Regions from separate parts of the Cricetulus griseus genome. Here region 2 is linked to region 1. Evidence: chromatin contacts called from public Hi-C data. All regions are on one chromosome and are shown on one strand. Each heading gives the region's core, a stretch centred on a gene start, on an enhancer-like site or on the middle of the called end of the contact. The rest is flanking DNA. Distances are from core to core; before and after follow the strand shown. Region 1 holds the start of Myo5b (unconventional myosin-Vb). Region 2 has its middle 110 kb from the start of Myo5b.

Region 1 (7,027 bases), core at 2,540-5,039:
CCAGCTCAGTGTGGCACTAGAAAAAAGTAGGCAGAGCAAATGGGTAACAGCACTCTATCATGGCCTCTGTCCTGATTTTCTTCAGTGGTAGAGTGCTATCTGAAAGTGTAAGATGGAATCAACCTTTTCCTTCCCAAATCGCTGTTGATCATGGTGTTTGATGACAGCAATAGAAAACTAAGATATGTCTCTGGTCAAATGTTTGTTGACTGTGTGTATGTTCCACTCTGTTAGGAGGTCCCTACCTATGGCCTGGGCTAAGTGACTCTGGCTAGTATTTAGTTACAGCACTGAACACATCCGAATCAGGTGACTGTTCTGCACTTGGCCCCCACACAGATATGCATCAGCAGGCAGAGAATGCTTTCAGTCACCAAGCTAAGCCATTTGCCCTTTTTGGCTCTTCTTAGGGAGCACAATCCAGACCGTTTTGCTTTAGACCAAGTCGTCATTGCACCTGAGTTGTCAGTGTGCCTGATATGTTACAGAGAAACTCCCTGGAGGCCTTACCTTTATGCCTTCACACTTGTTTTCATGTATGATACTGTTATACATGACACTTTATTCATATAAAATACCTACTCAGCAGGATTTGGACCCCTCCCCAAGAAGATCAGTATTTCTCTTGGTCGGTGGTCAGAGTGGAAGGTTTAGAGGCAGAGGCTGGGGTCTTTGCTCTGGGTCTGCAAAACCCCCTCACATTCAGCTCTCAGAAGCCTGGGCAGATTGTCTATTGTGTCTAAACCCCGGATTCTTCTGTTTATAACACCACTGTCCTTGACTTGGATTTGAGACCAAGCTGATATGATTAAAGGACTTCATGTGAGTTACCTTAGTGTAAGGTGATAGAGGTGGCACTAATAATGCCAGGAGGAGAATCCTTCAAGTGCCCGTGTTCTCTTACTGCACGTTTCTTCTTTGCTCTGAGGATCACTGAAGTAGTGATTGTAATTATGTGATTATTTCATCATTTGGAAAGTTAGTTTGAGGTTTTGTTTTGTTCTAATGTACTGCTCTGGATCTACCCCCTAGAGAGTTAATTATTCAAATGTGGGATGTGGCTGTTAGTGTCCTTGTGTTTTAAAGGTCTACAGATAGTTTTTATCTATCAGCCAGCACCAAGAATCACTTCTCTCAGTTTTTGGAGTGAAAGGGGCTAGATTCAGTTACTAAACATAAGGCAAGGTTTAGTAACTTAAGTACAGAGACCTGAGAACACTAAAATAATTGAAGCAATAGACTTATGTCCAAATTGGTGTTGGTATCTAGAATCCTACCAGGGTCCTGCTTTTCATACAACATGGTATACATAGCACCACTGCCATCATTCTCTGATACCCATTTAATTTTTGGTAACTGTTTGAGGTAGATAAAGTTTTCATCCTAATGTTCATCTGAGGAGGATGGCGTTCAGACATATGCAACAGCCCACTCAAGACAGTAAGTTTTGGCCACTGACCTGTCTTGTAGAGCCCAGAAACCTACCACAGTGCATATGTGGACAAATGGTGTGCTCTTGCAGACATCATGTTTGCATTTGCCCGAAACGTTTTAGTTGAGAATGCTGGCAAAAGGATGCCTCTATATCCATGAGGATCTCTGTACTCCCCAAAGAGGTTACTCAGGCAAACCACGCAGATTGCTGGTTCTCAAGGTGCTTGTGCATTGGATTCATCTGGGAAGCTTTCACACTGCCTGATTCCCACCCCCAAGGTTGATGGAGATAGTCTAGGGTATTGTCTGGCTTGGGAATTAATAAGCTCCTGAGTGACTGTAATGTGCAGCCAGAGCTCAGAGCACGGTTGTCATAGGCAGCCACTCTCCAGCTGCATGTTTCGATGCCACTGGAGACAGAGGCAGGGAGCAAAGGCCTTGAGAACAGCTCCGTGCTAATCTTTAACATTTGATGTAGTCATCCCTAGTTAATATATGGGCTCCTTCCCAGATTACCTCTTACTTGGTTATAATAATAATACTTCATTTGCTCTTCATAAAGGAGCTAAGCGTGGCTAAAATACAGTAGTGACAGATTCTGTAACTCTGTAATTAGGATACTGAGTGAACTTGTCCTCAGACAGTCTGCTGTCTTACATTCAGTGAAGCTGCTAGAGCTTAGATCTGAGAGAAACTCTCAAAGGTGTGAAAAATAAAAGGCTGGAAGTAACTCAATGGTAAAGCACTGTCTAACATATGCCAGGTACTAGGTTCAGTCCTCCAGGTCCTCCCACACACACTCAATTCAGAACTGTTTTAAGTGGATTTACTGCTTTTGTCCAGGACTGAAATTTGGTCCCCAGCACCTACATGATGGCTCACACACACCACTTGACTCTGGTTCCAGAGGATCCCATGTTCTCTCTGGTCCTGTGTAGGAATCTGCAGACATCTGATACACATAAACTCAGGCAAATACACATACACACACATAAAAGAAGACAAGTTTCTTGAAAATATGTATTGTTACAGTTTTCCTACAGGTTAGTAGTAAGAACGCATGACAAGAGAAGGTTTGCATACTCCATGGTTTTGGACCCTCTCTAGTACAACAATGTGGTGGACTTTAGGGGAGGGTTGCTGTTTGGTTTTTATAATTTTTTTAAATTACAATTATGTCATTTTCCCCTTCCCTTTTCTCCCTCTAACTCATCCCATGCCCCCACCCCAGCTCTCTCTCAAATTCATGGTCTCTTTAGTTATTGGACTATATATATGAATATATATGTGTGTATACACACACATATTCCTTAATACACAAATACAATCTGCTCCACCTATAATGTTACCTGTATGTATATAATCTCTGGGCTGACCACTTGGTATTAGATAAGCAGTTTGGGGCTCTTCTCTCGGGAAGACCACTTCTCTTTTCCTTTGGAAGATTGCATGGCTCTTTCTGGTACCATGAAAGGTAGTCCTCCAGGAGGTGGCTTTAAGTCAATCCTAGCTCCAGTCCTCTGGGTCTTGCATCTGAAGGGCATGATGTCTTCAGCAATAAGGACTTACTTTCCATCTCTGGGGGCAGGAAAGGGGAATCTCTTGGACAACCCTGACCAACAACTCAAAAGGGGAGTCTCATGCTTGGGAGTTTTTGTTAGTCTATGGCCCTTGGAGGAAGTGTTGTCAGTCCACATGAGAAGATTGCATTTCAATTGTATATGTGTATGTGTACACAGAATATATATATATATATGTATATATATATATACATATATATATAATCTCTCTGCCTAAATTATGATATATAATTTTAGGCAGGGAGATAACAGTATGCTTCTTTATAACTTTTTCATACATTATTACTGTATTTATCTTTCCATTTTGCCCCTTTCCCTCTTCAGGTCAACTGTACCCTGCTACTCCCCTCTGTTGCTCTCCTCCTGCACTTTCGTGGTTGCTGCACTTGCTCCAGGCTTTATACTCACATCGTTTTAACTGAGAGCAAATATTTCATGCATGCACTCTGTCTGGCTGTATAGCATTTGCGTCACTCCTGGAGATGTCTCCTTCAAATCCCTTTCCTCTCCACAGCCCCATCACACCTGGCTACCCTCCCCTTCTCAAGTCCCTTGCTAGTTACTGTGGCGTCTCTCCCTTTCCAGTCTGTGGGTCTGCTTTCTTATTGTTTATTTTGTGCTGGTGATACTTTGTGCATATTTCAGAGACCATGCCTTACCTTAAGTCATGTGGGCAAGTGAGGGTGGCAGTGTTTGCAAAGCTAGAATGCAAAGTTGGTGTATCATTAAATCACCCTTGAACGTGCTGTAAATTGCCCATTGTGTGTGCTAAGTATGATGTTGGGTGAGTGTCCCTGTTGAGTAATTTGTAGGAGCTTCAAGTGGAGAACCCATAGAGGATAAATGTAAGAGGCCAGAGGCACGGGGAAGCCAGCCTGTAGATGCAGCCACCCTGCATTCAGAACAGAGGAGAAATGTCACACAGGTTGTTATTGGAGGGAGACTGGGAAGATTTATGATAGCATGTGGCACGGACTGGCACAGGCTACTCGCCAAGTGTTTACTGGATTTTGGTCTGAGGTTTGTCCAGTAAGATCTGAATCTGCAATGCCTTCCTAAAGCCACATTAGAACGAAGCTGCCTGGTTCTTCTTTCTCAGCCAGATATATCTTCCCTGCCCTCCTTGTCTCTTCTGCATGGACTGAGTAGCCATTATCCACCCTGACCCCCAACACACACACACACACACTTAGGAGTTGTCCCATCACTCCTTCAACTATATTTTGATGAGTATCACCTGCCCTACTAGGTAGGTTCCTGAAGTTTGGGCAGTTGATTTCCATGTCTGTACTGGATTATGTGGTGCTCAGGGCAATATATTTTAGGTAAAACCAGGCTCCCCTATAAGATGCATTCCATTTTTAATCACTGAGCACACCTGCTAGATGTGCTGAATCCTAAGGATTCAAAGTAATGTGTCTAGAAGATCTTGCAATCATGAAATGAGACTCACTTGAAAGAAATGACTGTGAAGCCAGAAAGGAAGCTAATCAGACAGATTTACTATGGTCTCAAAGGCTAACTTTTTTGATGATAGTAGTCAATAAAAAGGTGATGATAGTCAGTGAAAAGGTGATCATAGTAGTCAGTGAAAATGTGTGGTTGAGGATGTTTACATCATGGTGGGCCACAGAGTCAGAAGACAGTGGCTGGATCAGAGCAAGGGATGAAGGCAGGTATAACCATCACAACCCCCCCCCACAAGTCCACTAGTGTCATGATTTCAGCTAGGCCAAACATCCTAAAGGGTCAGGGCCTCCTGGATTAGCAGGTCCAGGGTCCAAAATCATTTAGAGCATGAGGAGATATTTTGGATTTATACCATTAACAGTGGGTGCCTTTGACTTGTTGGCCACTTCCACTGAATGTAGACTGTGAAGTCTTGCTGTGCTTCCCTGTGTTTGACCAGTATTATTTTACTAATTATAACATGCTCCATCCTTCTGTTTTGTGTCTCCTTTTAAAAGGGTGGTAAGCCTGTGTTGAGCTGTCTCCTGAAAGAATTTTAATGTGACTATCACGTTTTCTTAAGACTGAGAGGGTGCTGTTGTAAACTAGTCCTATGAACTATTTATTATTTATAATATTGAATCATCTTGTGTCTTTAGTGGGACTCATGGTATATGGATGTTGCTGTAGAATATTTTCCTGACAACTCCTTTATAGATGCTGACACATGCTTTGGATGCTTTGCTTTGTGTCTAAGTCTCTTTTCTTCTCATCTTTCAGTACACAAGGGTCTGGATCCCTGACCCAGATGAAGTGTGGCGCTCAGCTGAATTAACCAAGGACTACAAAGAGGGGGATAAAAGCCTGCAGCTCAGACTGGAAGATGACACAGTAAGTGCTGGTCCTTAGGGTGGGCGCCCAAAATATATGGACTTAGATTTGCCTGCCCGTTGGTGTTTCTGAATTCCAAATTCTTCTGTCATTGTTAATGATAGTGTATGTGAAAAGTGACAAACCATGAGTCTGCCCACTCATGTTAGCAAGTGGAGTTTGACTGGTAGCTGAGACAAGAGTCTTTATGTTGGAGTGAAGAGAACAAGTCTGCTGTGTTGAGGCATCAGCAAGAGGGAACAATCCCTGGGAACAGAACAGGTGGTGGGAGCCTGGGCTCAGGGTACCTTTGGCCAACAGTGGGTAATGTTAATGCAGGATCTACGTGTGCCCAGTGCCCGAGACCCCAGTGTTGCATGTGCACAAGGGAAGGAAGGCAGACCAGTGATCCTGGGACCCAGGAGGCCTGAGGCTGAGGTGACAGACAGCCATTTTACAAAGGGTACACACAGGGAGCCTGGTTTTAAACAAAGTGGTGGGATGACATGAAGAACTGGCTTTAAGACAGACAGATGGCTAAATGGATGGGCTGCAGAGCAGGATAGAGTGAATGAAAGGTTTGTGTTGAAATCCAGGGCCTGGAATGTCTATATTGTGTCCTTTGCCTGTGAATTATTAACTGTCTTGGTGTTGTTCATTCTTCGAAGTATTTTGTTCTGTTTCCCACTCCAAATGCTTGGTTGAGCAACCTGTTGATTGAACATTCTCCAACCACCAACCCGTGCTGTATGAATTCGAGTGTGTCACTTTGAGTATGGCACTGGGGCAGGTGAATTCAGGTTGGTTAGCATGTCCTTCTCCCTCTAGCTGACAGGCTTTGCTAGTCATATCTTGGCTTTGAGGGAAGAAACAAAACTGTCAGCAGATGGAATCTTGTTTACCATTTTGAATAACTTCCCACCCTGCCCCTGAAACAAAATGAATTTAGTCCACCCGCTTGAATAGAGTGGATTCTACTCCAACAGATTTCATTTCAGTTGGTCTTTTCATGTGGGTGGGTGTTGTTAAAAGCTGTATGGAGGAAGCAAGGGCTGATCTGTCATGTTGCTAAAACAGCAGATACTTGTGTCCTTGACTGCACACAGCTTTGGCCCTGAACGACAAATCTTGGAAGCTGCCCATGGCCCATCTTTTCCTATCCGGCTATGAGACTGGTCACGGTGGAACTGGAAGAAAGCCCCGGGCTGGAGATCAGCATAGGCTCTGAGCATACAAGTCTCTCTCTCTATTGCCTGTGGCTTACGGCTGGCATAAAGCTGGCCCCAAAAGTGACTGGGCACTGTCCACTGGAGGTAGGGACACAGGCACTGCATGGCTGGAGGCTGAGTGCTTGAAGAGCAGTTCTTCTGAAGCTGAAGCCATCCTGTACTACCATCCTGACCTCCCAGCCCCCAAAGTAAAATGCTGTTGGTTTTAGTGCAGAAGCAAATGCAAAGAGGGTAGGCCAGATTTTTTGCTAGGAAATCCAACCCCAGGCTGATAGCAGGAATGCCTACTTCACTGCCAACAGCCGCCTCTGATGAGGTATTCAGGCCTCTCACCATTCATCTTAGATGCCCCTCCCACTTTTGTTCGGTTATTTCTTCTAGTAAACTGTAGAATATAAATGTAACCAGGCGGTCCATTTCTAAGTGAACAATTCAGTGCCATTTGCACTACTGCAAATGGTTACC
Region 2 (7,027 bases), core at 2,521-5,020, 110 kb before region 1:
ATATAAGAAAATGAGTTTAACTATCACTGAGCAATTATTTATAGTTTATAATTATTTCACTTAAGTCATGGTCAGTAAGGTTTCTTCATAGCTGGACTCCATGACCCCTTTCCTTTCTTTGTTTGTGTTTGCCACCCCTCTCCCCCGCTCCCTGCCCCTCTTGGGAATTCCTTTCTTCACCCTTTCTTTTCTACCAACTAAGGAGCAGCAGCACTTCCTTTTGGACCCACACAGCACGCATGCCAATGAACCCAGTGTGCGCAATGACAACACAGGTTTGGTCCCATTTACAGACCCTTCAAGCAGGGGACATATATGCACCACTCACAGCACAGGGCACAGTAGGGAGAACATACCTGGAGAGGTGCAAATGAATGCTCTTGTGAGCCCAAAGCTGTTTCTTATTCATAAGTGTGCACCTGCCAGGAGAGGGACCAAGGCATTCTTAACAGATAGCATCTCTGCTTTGAGAAGCCACGGAACACAGAGTCACAGTTCCACATCCAGGTGTTTCATTCAACCCAGGATACTTATTAAACATCCATACTAACTGCCCATTCCTTTAATCAGTTGAACATGCACCTCTGGATGGTCCCTTAATCCTGATATTCTCTATGAGGTTCAAGACCCAGTTTTTCACCTAGGTTCTAGGAAACAATCAAATACTAGGTCTCTGTTGTGCGATGTTTCTCGTCTATTCTGTGAGCCTTGCTTCTGGTCACCTGGGAAATACGATTATTGTTCCCAATATCCTTCACCGAGGATTCAACAAGACGCAGGTATAGAGTGTTCAGCATGTTTCCTAGAATGAAGTTAGTTTTAAAATGTTATTAGTCTCATTCCAAGGAGGTAATGGCCATATCTGACTGTAGTATTAAACACTCACAAAGCTCCGGTCTGGGCCAGCATGCTTCCCCGCCCCAGGAATGTGATTCGGTTCAGCCAACATGAATTGAGCTTTTAATTTGTGCCAGGTCTGATGGAAGACAATTGGAATGGAGGGGAGTATGGTGAGAAGGAATGGGTTTCAGGTTGGTCCTAGATCCCAGTGGGATGTATAGGATTGCCCATCTGGGCACTGGAAATGTTCTAGAGTGGGGCTAATAAGCAGATTTGAGCATCATAGAGATGAAATAGGGGGCATAGAGAAGAAGAAACGTGTTATAGGAAGTGGGGCATAGTTTTCTTTCAGGAACTGGGAGGAAGAAGCAGGGCTAGAAAAGGATGCTCAGAAGATGCGATTGGAGAGGCTGGGAAAGCAAGAGATGCAAAGGGGAGAGACAATAAGTAATGTGGCACCTAGATAAAACACCATCCTGTGCTGTACAGGGAGAAGACATTTTCATAAAATGGGCTGAGTGGAACCCGGATTAAGAGAGTCCCTTCTACCTCTCCCTCCCCTCCCCCTCCCTGTGTGTGTGTGTGTGTGTGTGTGTGTGTGTGTGTGTGTGTGTGTGTGTGTGATCCTGGGATCAAACCCTGTATACCAGTGGTTCTCAATTGTGGGTCACAACCCACTTGGAAAGTCCCAAAGTCCCATATCAGATATCCTGCATATTAGATATTTGCATTACAATTCATAACACTAGCAGATTATAGTTATGGAGTAGCAATGAAATAATTTTTGGTGGGGTGTCACCATAAAATACGGGTCACAACATTAGGAAGGTTGAGAACTGCTGCTGTACATGCTAGGCAAGCAAACACTATGTCTCTGAGCTACATTCCCCAGTCTAAAGCACTGCTTCTTAGCCTTGGCTACCCTTAGAAGTACCCCCCGAGCCCCGCAACGCCGGCCGAGCTCCCCAAACTCTTTCTGATCTGAAATAGCAGGGTAGGGGCTAATAACCTTCCCAGTACTTTGAAAGTTGGACCAAGAAGGCCTTGAATTTGAGGCTGTGACTACACAGGAAGACCCCGACTTAATGAAACAAAACCCAGTTCCAAACAAAACAAACTTAAAAATCCAAACAACAAAACCCCAAAACTTCAAGGCAACACCACAGGTGAATTAAATAAGAATTTAATTTTCTATTTGAAAATGAGTGTGATACATGGAAAATGAGTTATGGAGGACCTCTATGCAAGGAGGAGGAGATATTCAGGTAAGTGGAGCCTAGCATCAAAAGAGAAGAATGAAAAGCCAGGAGTCAGTAGAGCTAGAGTTGCTGGTCAAGAGTGAGGACTGCTGACTGGGAAGTGCTGGAGTTAGAGTTGGGATGGGGGTGAGGAACCTTTCTTAGAAGGTGGTAAGAAAGAGTTCTGGCCTCAGTGTTCTGTCAGTGTTTCTGGTTCCACGGGTCTGCAGTGAAGCCCTGGGCTGGCTAAGTAAGCATTTTCCCCGCTGATGTGGAAGTTCTCAGGAATATGCTGATGGCTGCTTCAGTGGTGATGGCCAACCTTAAAAAGTACTACAACCCAAGGAGAAGGACTATAGGGGGAGTTTTACAGTGTAGTGTTTTGGTACCTGAAATCCACCCCACGACTTTACAAATGCTAGGTTACTGCACTACTGCTGAGCAACTCTAAGTCCTGTAGGAAGACTTCATGAGAGAAGGATATCTGAGGCATTTTCGTCTGTTCTTGATGCTGATGTATAGTTCCATCTCAGAGCCAATGTCAGCTGCCCGAGCTTTGGTCACTTCATCTGTCAGCCCTGAAAGAAGCATTTTTTTTTTTTTTTTTGGAATTTCAGAGAACTTAAAAATTCAGGTCCCATGTCTCACTAACAAAACGGAATTCTGGACGGAGGTGGGGGTGGGGTCCCCCACCCTGGGTGAGTTTCATGGGATGCCTGCAGTAATGCAGATGTTTCATTCGGGCTGTAGAATTCATCTGGGTGCCACCTTCTGGGGAGAGGGCTCCAGAACAATGGCCGCAGCTGGTGTATGTGTATCTTCTGGCTGAAAGCCACACTCAAGGTCAGTTGCTATGGTTCAAAGCTCAAGGCAGTGTCCTGGACCTCTGCTCTCTCACCCCACTTCTGCCAATTCTTTTCCCTTTGTGTTCTTTAGAAGTTGGAAAAAGAAGTATGAAACTGCTGTGGACAGCCAAAAGCAGGGGCAGAGGAAACAAATGACTAGGAAGGACAGAGGGGCCTAGACTACGGGAGAGAGGAGCCAAGGGAACTTGAGATTTTGTCTTCTGAGAGGAGAAGCTTGGAGTCTAGCAGGAGTCTCGGGGTGAAACAAAGTTCCCGCAGGAGAACACCGCTTTACTGATTCAGGGTTTCTGCGCAGAGAGTTCATTTTGATGAGGATAGTCTTTAGTCTGCATCAAAATCACCTTAGCAAAGAACTGTGGCATAATTCGGTTTTAATAATGAAAACGTTCAGTACAAACATAAAATCGAGAGAAAAAGTAAAGGCCTTCCAGCTGCAGACAGTTACCTCTCTCCTTTTAACTTTCCAGTTACTTTTCTTCCCTCTTTTCTCGTCTCCATTGCACTTTCGCCCATCCTCTGCCCAGGTGGTTAGGATCAGCTCCGAGCGGCAGGTGCGACACCCCGCCCGCACCTGTGCGGCGTTCGCCCGGCGACCAGCAGGGGGCGGCGGGTGCCACTCCCGGGGCTCTGCTCCTCGCCGGCCCCGCCCCCTGCCCCAGGACCCGGTGGCGACGGGGGCGCGGAGGGCTTAAAGGCTGCGGCGGCCGCCCGCAGTGAGGCGCGGGTTCCCCGTCTCTCCCTCCCTCCCTCCCTCCCTGGTCGCGTGTCCGCGCCTCCAATCCATACCTGAGCCGGGAGCTCGGCGCGCCTTCTCCCCGCCCTCCCGCCACTCCTGGCCGCGGCACCAGCGCTGCCGCCGCCCAGGGAGTAAAGGTCGTGCGGGCGGGAGCGAGCGGACGTCGGCGCCAGCTGGTCCGTCCACCCGAGAAGGGGGCGCTGAGGAGGACCTGGGACCTGTCCGGGGAGATTGCACCGGAGACCGCTGGTGCACCGAGAGCGCGCGGGCGAGCGAGGAGCCGGGCCTCAGAGGCAGCCCGGACCCAGCGTCCCGCGAGGCGCCCGGACCTCCGGCTCGACCCACGGGGACATGTCGTACAGCGAGCTCTACACCCGGGTGAGTACGGGCCCGGTGCGGCCCCGGGACACAGGTGCGGCGCGACACGCTCGGGGCCACCTTCCCCACGGTTCTCGGACGCCCCTGCCAGAGTCTCTGTGGCCTCGGTCCCCGGCACCCCCAACTTGGGTGGCGGAGAAAGTTTGGGCGCCACACCGACTGGCTGCCCCGCAGAGTCCTCCTGACAGCGGCGCAGTTCCGTCCCATGCAGGGGGCGGTCGCCACCTTCCTCTTCGCCCTTCCCTTTTCGTCCTCTCTAGGTCTTGGTCTCCCGCTGAGAGTTTGGAGCCACAGGACCGTCTCAGCCCACTGGGAGCCAGGGTAGGACACCAGTTTCCACCGAGGCATCTGGCTTGAGGCCCCGCGTCCTCTTTCATGGACCCTGCTCCCTGCAGTGCCGAGCGCCCCTCAGTTGGCCTTACTTCCCTCTCGCGCGTGGCGACCAGAGGGATCCTGAACTTGGGAGTGGGTGGGGTGAGGGGCGGTAGAGAAGTGGTGGAGGGATTTCTAGTGGCCCCAGAGAAATGCATTCTTTTAAAAATGGTGTTTAGATTATATATATAATATATATATATATATATATATATATATATATATGCGCCTGCTTGTCTGTATGTGAATTGAGAAGGCCAGAAGAGGGCGTCAGAGCCCCCTGGAACTGGAGTGGGTGCTGGGACCCGAACCAGGGTCCTCTGAAAAAGCTGCAAAGCAGAATGCAGAAAGTGCTCTTAACTGAGGAGCCATCTCTTCAGCCCCAGGAAGCCCATACTTAATTTGCCCACAATGAGCATTTTGAGGCAGCTCTTTTGGGGTTATCAGGTATTTGGAGGAGGGTTGGAGTAATTATTGACCAGCGATGGAGTTATCTTTCAGGTCAGGATTAGGAACAAGAGCTGTAGGAGGTCTCCTTCGGGTTTAGCGCGGCGGATGATGTAGTTAAAGTGGCCAGCGGCTTCCCAGGTGTTGGATCTGCAGCTGTAGCCCCTCTGGTTTCTGCCTGATCCCGCGGCAGAGGTGAACAAGCCAGAGCCTTTAGTCACTCACCCCTTTCTTCCTGAAAAAATGTTTTATATATCCCGATGTCTGGCATTTTTTTGTGCGTCTTTTCTGGTGGCAGTTTGACAGTCTTGCCTGCCTGCACGCCTCTGCGCAGAGCAGTATGTGTATGCAAGCTCGCTGTGTGTACGAAAGTCCTGTGGGTGAGTTTGCAATTCCTGTTACACCGGCCTTGTGGACAGGTCTGGGCGGGGTAGGAAGAGGAACTTCCGCATCCTCACCTGGCGATTGCTAGCTAGTGTCCAGCGCATGGGGGAGCACTTCAGCTCTATGGGCTCACGACCCACCTTACTTTGGAAAAATTAAAACCTCTTCTTTCTCCGGACCCGGTCCGGGTCAGCAAGGGCTTTAGCTGATCCAGTGGTTATGAAGGAGGGTGTCGCCTCCTTGGGGGCCAGTCCTGGATTGCCTTGGGAGTCACCAGGAACTCCAAAGCACCTTAGGTACCAGTCTCTTTGAGACGGGTGGAGAAGGTGCGAGCGAAGCTGGAACTCTTTAGCAATACGGGCTTGGGAAATGCACTCCACCTTTTACCCGTGGGAGTTAGGGGAGGAGCCTTCGGAATTCCAGCTTGCAGCTCTGGCGCTGAGGGGCTCAACAGAACCTGGTCTGGAGGCTGGAAACCAGTGAGGCAGGGAAAAGACAACCTGAGCTGGATGGAGTGTTCAGAGCTGAAGCTGTGTTCCGTGACAGTGTGCGGAGTAACAGCCAGTACAAGAGAAACTGGTAACCTCACCACACGTCCATGCAGGATGTTCTGAAGTCCCGGAGCAGACAGTATTTAAATGCTGCGTTATGAAGCTAATGACTTACTGGATACAAGAAGGTTTTGGAGATCTAGCTTCGGAAAACAAAAGACTTATACCGAATTTCTTTTCAAGTAGATCACTTGTAGGGAAAGCAATTTGATGTGAATATATTGCACGCTAATAGGAATGGTAAATTAGTGGGAGTCTGAACTTGAAGTGTTTCAAGTTCAGTGTTTTCTTGAGTTATCCATCTATGGGCAAAAACACCTGAAAGAACCAGTTAAGAAGTCAAGTATCTTCATTAGTGTGAGTGTTTGGAATAATTAAAGCAAAAACCAACAGAGTTCTACCATTATCGGATTTCAACCTGGTTTTCAGTTATTGATAAGTTATTGAATCTGAAGTCAAGGAGATTTTCTGTGGCTGACCACTAGCCTCCAGGGTGTTTTGTTTTGTTGACAGGGTATGCAGTGTTGTCTGTTCTGAAACTCATTATATAGTCCAGGGTGGCCTCAAACTCACAGATCTGTTTGCCTCTGCTTTCTGAGTGCTGGGGTTAAAAGCATGTACCACTGCAACTGGATAGCTTCTAGGTTTTTGAGTTGAGTTACCATTGCTCTTTCTGGCAGTTAAATGAACTTACACTTCAGTATGAGAAGCAGTTGGGCTGCTTTCTAACTGTTGTAACCCTACTTGCCAGGCAGGATTCTGAGTGACTATGAATCATAAATTATACAGAGACACAGTACCTGCTGTTCAGATCCACTTTGTTTCTTGGAGATGATTTGTCATTTTGTTGTATTATTGAAATATCCAATGTTCCCTTTTATTTTTAAACTACCAGTGGGCTTTCCTCATGTGTCAAAAACTAAGTTGAGGCATACACCTTAATGTATTATGCATGATGGAGATAATTATTCAGTGTAGCAACAGCTTTTTTTAAAAATGTTTGGGATGGAAATTTTATAACCCTTTATTGATCATACCTATTGCCCTAGTCGGGAGATATTATTGGAATGTAAAACATTATATAAGATGTACATAGCCTGTGGTCATTAAATAGTTCTGGGTAATAACTTAGTATATTGGTATATTTCTGGTTACTCAAAGACTTCCCTCTCCACCCTTTTCTCTCTTCAGCTTTAGGCTCATATGCTATGGTGT

What was found. Hi-C and Micro-C count contacts between places; a contact is called where the count stands out from the background.
Region 2: a Hi-C map of the CHK-Q cell line shows a contact between it and region 1, with 6 times the contacts expected there. The contact joins the enhancer-like site here to the promoter of Myo5b in region 1. A contact is called at or near these places in 2 of 8 Hi-C or Micro-C datasets (the CHK-Q cell line and the CHO-K1 cell line).

Annotation. Positions count from the first base shown.
Region 1 is chr2:165,305,165-165,312,191 of CriGri-PICRH-1.0, reverse strand. Myo5b (unconventional myosin-Vb) reads left to right here and starts at 3,789. Exons shown (of 40, transcript XM_035438715.1): 1 at 3,789-3,798; 2 at 5,221-5,354. The coding sequence starts at 3,789.
Region 2 is chr2:165,417,789-165,424,815 of CriGri-PICRH-1.0, reverse strand. No RefSeq gene overlaps it. Among named protein-coding and RNA genes, the nearest start is that of Myo5b, 110 kb to the right of the region's middle. Within about 2 kb of position 3,770, at least 1 of the 6 cell types and tissues checked has open chromatin away from gene starts, as enhancers often do.